Regions from separate parts of the Sus scrofa genome. Here region 1 is linked to region 2. The links are chromatin contacts, called in public Hi-C maps. All regions are on one chromosome and are shown on one strand. The core of a region is the stretch at or near the end of the contact, and the rest is flanking DNA. Distances in the headings are between cores, read along the strand shown.

Region 1 (3,832 bases), core at 99-2,598, 130 kb after region 2:
GGGCTGAGACCCACAAGCCTGAGAACCTCCTGGCCTTGCCCTTGGAGTTCCCGCAAATCGGAGCTCTCTCCTCTCCCCTAACCGCATGCCCGAGTTTAACTGGAACTGAGCACCCCCCCTCCCCCACCCCCTCCAGCTGTCTGACTGCATCCGTCTGCCCCAAACAACTGGTTCCTCTTAACCCACCTCCCTCAACCTCCCTCCAGGCTCTGAAGTCCTGCGTGAGCCCCAGGTCCCCCTGCCCTCTCCTTCACTACCCTCTCCACCCTCCTAGAAGGTGCTTGATCACAAGTGTCCAACTGCAGGGAACTGCATGGTCCCGGGGAAGGGCACTGTGTGGCCTGACTTGCTGGGGGCCTGGGGACAGCCCCTCTGCAAAGCAAGGGGATTGGCTTGGGGAATGTCCTTCCTACTCTGGCATTCTGGGAGTCCCATGACTTGCTGTGTGACCTTTGGGGAGGAAGGGGTGAGAACCTTAGTGAGACTCTCAAGTCTCAGGAAGGAAGATCCGACTCTTGTATCAAAAAAAAAAAAAAAAAAAGAAAAAAACAAAAACAAAAAAAACAGGGATCAGGGGAGTTGCCGTTGTGGCGCAGCGGAAACGATTCTGATTAGGAACCATGAGGTTGTGGGTTCCATCCCTGGCCTTGCTCAGTGGGTTAAGGATCCGGCGTTGCCATGAGCTGTAGGTCACAGACGTGACTTGGATCTGGCATTGCTGTGGCTGAGGTGTAGGCTGGCAATGTAGCTCCAATTAGACCCCTAGCCTGGGAACCTCCACATGCCCCAGGGGTGCAGCCCTGAAAAGACAAAAGATAAAAAAAAAAAAAAAAAAAAAAAAAGATCAACTGAGCTGCTGCTTGAAAAAACAAAAGCCAAGCCAACAAAAAATAAAACGTGCTAGCAAAGAGCCAACCCCAGTTTGAAGTGGGGGCAGGGGATGTTCTTGGGGGCTGGGCCGGAGGGTGGGAAGCAGAGACCAGCCTGGCGTCCTCTCTGCGTCCTTGCTCCCGCACCTGACTTTGGTTCTGATGCCTGCCCACCCTTCCCAAGATCCCCCGGGGGGAAGAGAACTGGCCTGAGTTCAGGGTGCCTGCTGGGTGCTCGCGCTGCATCCTCCTGGTCGTTCTCAAGGGAAAGGCTCTGCTCCCCATTTTAGGGCTGAGGGAGGCGGGTACTTACTTCCAGAGGTCACACAGCTCCTGGGTGGGAGGCTGGAATTTGAACTTTGGAGGCTCCAGGGGCCACGCTTCTGCTGGAGCTCAGGGCTACTGGCCTGGGGAAGCTGGGTGTGACCCATCCCCTCCTCTGGAGTCCTGGCCAGGAGTGGGGGAGAAGCTGGGCCTGGTGCGTTGAGTTATAGCACCGCCTCTGCAGGCCCAGCTGACCTTCAGCCGTACCCTGTCGAGGGGGGTAGATAGGCGGGTGGCCTTCTGCCTCCGTTGATGACATTTCTCTTCAAGCTCTGCTATAATCCGACCCATAATAACCAGCCCTCACCCTTCAGGCCAGTGATGCCCCTGAAACACCATGATCGCATCTTCCACTAAACCGTCTTATTAACCGCAGCCCCCATCTCAGCTCTGCCCCCCTTTAGCCTGGTCCAGGCTCACAGCCTCAGTCCTAACCTCTCCTAATCCCAATCCCAGGACAGCCCCATGATCCCCTGTGCTTTCATTACAACCCCGGGCTCGACACCGAGTCCTAAGGAAACCTAACCTCACTCCGTGCTCCAGTCACCTTTCTGGGGAATCCTGGTGGGCTCAGGTCTAGGACAAAAGTCCCCGGACCTCTCTGAGGCCTGTAGGGAAGGCCCAGGGAGCTCTGGCCTTAGATGGGCCTCTGCCAGTGTGCTCTGGTCCAACCCTGACACCCAGGCTGATCCCCTCGGGACGGAAGAGGACCCAGGAGGTGAGGAGGCCTGCCGGATGCGAAGCGTGTTGAAAAATTAGGTTGCTGGTTAGGAACAAGTCCGTTCTATTTTCTTAGGATGTGGTTGAACTGAAAACATGGGCTTTGCTGTCGATCTTGTGAGTGAGACCGGAAACGTGTGGGTGAGAGCCTGGGTCAGGACACAGACTCCCTGGGGACGGGCTGACTGTCTGGACTCACCTCCCACTGCTCTCCCCGCCTCACCCCTCCCCGTTGGGCTGGGAGCAGGTCACCCAGGCATTGGGATCCAGTGGGATGAGACTTGTCTCTGCTTCTGGAGACGTCCCGCAGGGAGAAGGGGCAGGACCTGGGCAGAACTTGCCCGGTGGAGAGAGGGGAGCGCTATGGGGGTGGTCGCAGGTAGCCTACAGGGTTGAGCAAGATGCCCCCAACTCCTCCCCCTTCCCAATGCTGCCAAGCACCTGCTGCCTGCTGGGCTGAGGGTGGGATTGTTCTGAATGGCATGTCCGCCCCCAAGCCAGCCTGACTAGCACTGGCCTCAGTGGGGCCAGAGGGGCCATCCTTGGCCCTTGCTCCCAATTCGGCCCCACCTGGTCCTTCTGGGGGCTGTTCCCAGACACAGAATCCCAGGCTGACCAAGCTGGACCAGATTTCAAGCCTGGCCTGCATATCAGAACCACAGTGGAAGCTTGTCGAAAACAAACAACCCCCCCCAAAGGCAGAATCCCACCCCCACACTAGAAAGTTCACTCCACAAATCCCCAGGGAATTCCCAGGCTCTAACAAGTTTGGGAACCACTGTCCAGAGCACCTCACTCATTTTACAGGTCAGGGGACACGGAGGCCAGAGCATCCAGGGTCCCACAGCATGTGTGGATTCCTGACTCCTGGTCCAGTGCGTTTTCCCCGAAGTCCCCCAGAGGACCACCTTGTGAGCATTGCCCTCCTTTCAGAATCTCTTTGAAGCCTCCCTCCTCCACACTTTCTGCAGTGGCCGAGTGAGTCCTACAGAAGATGAGGCTGGGGGGCATTGGGAAGAGCCCCTCGGAGCCAATCCTTGACACACACTCTGCCCTGCAGCGCCATCTCCTGGCAGATTTTGGTATTGCCTCAGTGCCTTGCTCTATTCGATTCACAGAGGCTCAAGCCCTTGGCTTGGCTTGCCTCCTCTTTGACTCGGGTTAGGACAGAGCTGGAGACAATGATGTGTGTGGCGTCTCAGGGCCTGGGGCTCTGTTGGGGCATCCAAAAGAAACATACAGTCTATTTCAGGGTTAATTGTTTTCACCTGAGCTTCAGCCAGCCAAGGGGGCACAAGAATTCACAGTGACACGGGGATGGAAGTGAGCTTTCCTGGCGCTAGAATACTGACAGCTATGACAGCACGTCCGGGAGACATCCTGGCTGCCCAGCCCCGCGAGGACCCGCGCTGCCCAGAGTATCCACAGCATCCCAGTGAGGAGGGAGCTCATGATTGTTCACTTCTGGACGGGTCTGGAAACCCTGTCTGGTTCTGGACTTGCGGCACTCCATGACCACACTCAGCAGCACCATCCCCCTTTATAATGTTTATTTTTTACTTTTTTCTTTTCTAGGCCGCCCCTGTGGCATAAGGAAGTTCCCAGGCCGGGGGCAAATTGGTGCTGCCGCCGCCGGCCTACACCACAGCCACAGCAATGCGGGATCCGAGCTGCACCTGCAACCACAGCTTGTGGCAAAGCCAGATCCTTAAGCCACTGAGCGAGGCCAGGGATCGAACCTGCATCCTCACGGACACTATGTTGGATTCTTATCCCACTGAGCCACATCAGGAACTCCCCTCCCCCTTTTAGATGCAGAAACTGAGGCACAGATGTCATAAGCAACTTGCTCAGAGCCACGTAGTAAGTTACAAAAATGATGGACCCGAATGGAGTGTGTGTTATCTGCTAGCCTCTCT
Region 2 (3,668 bases), core at 449-2,948:
CCAGGGACTGAACCTGCAGCCTCATGGATGCTAGTCAGATGCATTTCCACTGAGCCACAACGGGAACTCCCTGACTGTGATTTTTTTGAAAGCCATCTCCTCATGTTGTACAGTTTGGTTATTCCCATTTTTCCAGCATTGCATGGTCCAAGCAATGAGCATCTTTGTACCTAATCCTCTGCTCACATCCCTAACTAGTTTCTTCAAACCCACAAGCAAAATTTAGCATCACAGGAAGAGCATATTTTCAAGGCTTTTCTTTCCCACTGCCAAGTTTTCAATTAGAAAAGTCGTGCAAATTCACACTGCCACCAGCGGTGTATGAGAATTCCATAATATAATAAAGGCACTTGGCCAAGATGAGGATTATGAAAAAAATAAATAATCAAGAAGATAAGTATTTGCTAAAGGCTCTCCCCACGCCAGCTGTGTTTATTTGTTGAACTCTATAACCATGTTCCTTGGACCAAACACTGAAGGTTCTTTAGATTTTTCGTTTATTTAGTGCCTCTTTCAACACTCTGAAACGTTGACCCAAGTTTTATCCAAAGGAAAGGAGATTCTGGTAAATACAGTTTCCCCTTTGGAAACTCAGGCCCAAGCACTTCCATCCCCTCGTCCCAGCATGGACCACCTCTGTGGTTTTAACCGCTGGGGAATCCGTCAGAAATTGCTGCTGCCGACTTGGAGCTGAAAACGTTAAGTGCTTAGAAGAAATGAAAGAGCTGCTCTGGGGTGAAAAAGTCATGTTTCAAGGTCCGAAGGAAAACCAAGCACAAACCCAAGAGGTTGCAGTTTTATTTGACCCGCTCTGATAATATCACCATGGTGATGCTCTCCCTAGACGGTTGCAAAACAGCGAGATGAAAAAGAACCACCGAGTTCCACACAGGCGATCTGGAGTTATTTTAGGGATCGAGGCGATGTCATCTGGGGTAAATATGGAATGCAAAGTCTGTTCTTTTAATAATCATCCCCTTCTTTTGTGAGTCGGAACAAAGGCCTGGCAAATCAGTCGCTGGTGCTGAAAGCAGCACTGACCCAGTGTCTTTGGGGCTCAGGAGAAAGCGCAGCCAAAAGAATAGAAATCATGGTTAATAACAGATGCTGGAATCATTCTTCTCACACCCTTGGCCGCTGAGACTCTGCTGAACCTGATGTGGAGGCCAAGGGTGGAACAAGGGTGATGTGCGCGGGAAGGGTTGGCCTGGTTGAGAGGCCGGGCTGGGGACCCCAGGGAATTGAGCTCGGTTGTCTGCCCCTGACCTTGATTCCTGGGCCAGAGGAGGTGGGGCGGGAGCGAGCATCTTCAAGGCCACAGACTGTCTCTGGGGCATGACCATCTGCTGGAGATGACATCTGCCACTCCTAACCCCGTGCTCTTGCCTTTGAACCCCTGACTCAGCGAGCCCCAGTCCAAAAAGCAGAACTAGCTGTTTTTTGCATCCCAAAAAAAAAAAAAAAAAAAAAAAAAAAGGCTGGCAGTACACGTGCTGAACTCCTTCCTGACCCTGAAACTCTCACTCTTTGCACGTAACCCCTTGCTCTTTCTGATTCTCTTTGCTCCTTTCTCTTCTAGAATGCTAAATTTCCAGCTCCATCGTCATCTCTAGGGAAGATCTTTAAAGGAAAGGGTTGTTCTGCAGCCGCAAGGCCAGAATAGTGCCTGACACACAGAGGCTTCTCTGTAAGTGTCAGCTGATAGGAACCGAATCCAAACCCCGTGCCTACCCTGACAAGGATGTTTCTCCAGCAGGTCTGAGATGGTGGCTGTTTGCTTATTCACTCATTCTTGTTCAACCAATATTTACCCAGCACCTACTGGGAATCAGAACTTCTTCGTCTTTTTTTTTTTTTTTTTCGTCGTCTTTTTAGGGCTGTACCCACGACACATGCAAGTTCCCAGACAAGGGGTTGAATCAGAGCTGTAGCGGGTGCCCCACACCACAACCACAGCAACTCAGGATCTGAGTCATGCCTGCAACCTACACCACAGGTCACAGCAATGCCAGATCCTTAACCCACTGAGCGAGGCCAGGGATCGAACCTGTGTCCCCAGGGACACTAGTTAGGTTCGTTACTGCTGAGCAACAACGGGAACTCCTGGGAACCAGAACTTCTGGGGGGACTGGGACTACAGCAATGAATGAGATGCCAAGGCTCTGTCCTTCTGCAGATGACATTCCTGTAAACCCTGAGATCTGAGTGGTGAACACAGCTGTCATAGAACTTTCTCTGTTGGACATAAAATCACACTCAATCCCCTTCCCTGTTTTATTTTTCTTCCCAGCATTTATCATCATAGGACACATTACACGCTTTTTTTTTTTTTTTGGCTGCGCTCGCATGCAGAAGTTCCTGGGTCAGGGGTTGAATCTGTGCCACAGAGCAACCAGAGCCACAGCAGTGACAATGCCAGCTCCTTAAACCATGGAGCCATGAGAGTACTCCTATATTTGTTTGTTTTTTTGATGTCACTCTTCCCACACAAAAATGTATGGTCTCTGAGGGTCATTTGTCCATATTGTTCATTGCTGAGTCCCCCCCACTACGCCTCGCACACAGTAGGTGTTCAACATATATATATCAAATCAGTTTGTTCAGTGTTCTTTGCAATCCTCTAGAAGGACTCTCTACCAAAAATCTTTGGGGAATGAGCTGAGAAGAACCCCACAGGGTCGTAACAACCGATTACAAGAGTCCAGGGCTTCGCAGTTTACAAAGCCCCGAGGGGCATGGGGTGAGCATGAGCCAGCAGCTTTCAGAGCCCTGGTTTCCTCCTCATAAAGTGGAAATAACAGCACCTGCCTTGGAGGAGCGGTGTGACCATTGGATAAGGTAATACACCCCACCTGGGACTTGGGGCTCCATGCCTGGGTTCGGAGCGCTACCTGATCCTTCTTACTGGAGCTTACTGGAGCTTACTGGGTCAGGGGTTGAATCTGTGCCACAGAGCAACCAGAAGCTTCCTGGAGCTTCTCCACTCCATGTAGACATTATTATTATTATCATAGCCATTACTATTATTATTATCCCTGTTTAACTGGCAAGGAAAGCCCAGCTCACAGAGGCTTGGGAATTTGCTTGGAGTAGCTTAGGCAGGACTAGAACCCCCCAGAGGGACAGAATTCTAAATAGAGTGCCATACCTGTCACCCCAGGATGGCCAGCACATCTTGTAAGTCCTCCTGATTCTTCTTCCACCCTCACCTTGATGTTCCCTGTTTTCAGTGTATCACTCTACCCATCACTATGGGGAGGGAAGAGCTTGGAGAGAAGCGTGTCTGAGGGGAGGATGGTGCATTTGGTGAGTAGGTGGAAGCTGAATCTCCCCTCCCCCGTCCCCAACTCTGCAGCTTCCCCCCAGTTTCCCTATAGCCCCCATTTCTCTAAGCCTTAGGGACCCTCCACCTCCCCACATCTAAGCTAAGGAGGATTCTGGTCCAATCAGGTGGGATGGGCCGTGAGACTCACTGGCTTAAATAAATCAGGAAATTTCTTGCACCTGAGAGGTCCTCAGAATTCTGACTAGATTATAACCACTAGGAGTTCCGATTGTGGCTCAGTGGTTAACGAACCCGATTAGTATCCATGAGGACATGCGTTTGATCCCTGGCCTCGCTCAGTGGGTTAAGGATCTGGTGATGAGAGGTGCTGTGGTGTAAGTCA

Evidence for each region. Hi-C and Micro-C count contacts between places; a contact is called where the count stands out from the background.
Region 1: a Hi-C map of retroperitoneal adipose tissue shows a contact between it and region 2, with 1.9 times the contacts expected there. The contact joins two enhancer-like sites. A contact is called at or near these places in 1 of 5 promoter capture datasets (liver), 7 of 47 Hi-C or Micro-C datasets (embryonic fibroblasts, mesenteric adipose tissue, retroperitoneal adipose tissue and 2 more) and 1 of 2 datasets of contacts at active chromatin or transcription factors (skeletal muscle).

Annotation. Positions count from the first base shown.
Region 1 is chr6:78,064,278-78,068,109 of Sscrofa11.1, forward strand. The region is part of intron 1 of NBL1 (neuroblastoma suppressor of tumorigenicity 1); the gene reads left to right. Among named protein-coding and RNA genes, the nearest start is that of HTR6, 11 kb to the right of the region's middle. Within about 2 kb of position 1,349, at least 16 of the 83 cell types and tissues checked have an H3K27ac peak or open chromatin away from gene starts, as enhancers often do. A contact at or near this core is called in retroperitoneal adipose tissue, where this site is marked.
Region 2 is chr6:77,930,088-77,933,755 of Sscrofa11.1, forward strand. No RefSeq gene overlaps it. Among named protein-coding and RNA genes, the nearest start is that of CAPZB, 19 kb to the left of the region's middle. Within about 2 kb of position 1,699, at least 23 of the 83 cell types and tissues checked have an H3K27ac peak or open chromatin away from gene starts, as enhancers often do. A contact at or near this core is called in retroperitoneal adipose tissue, where this site is marked.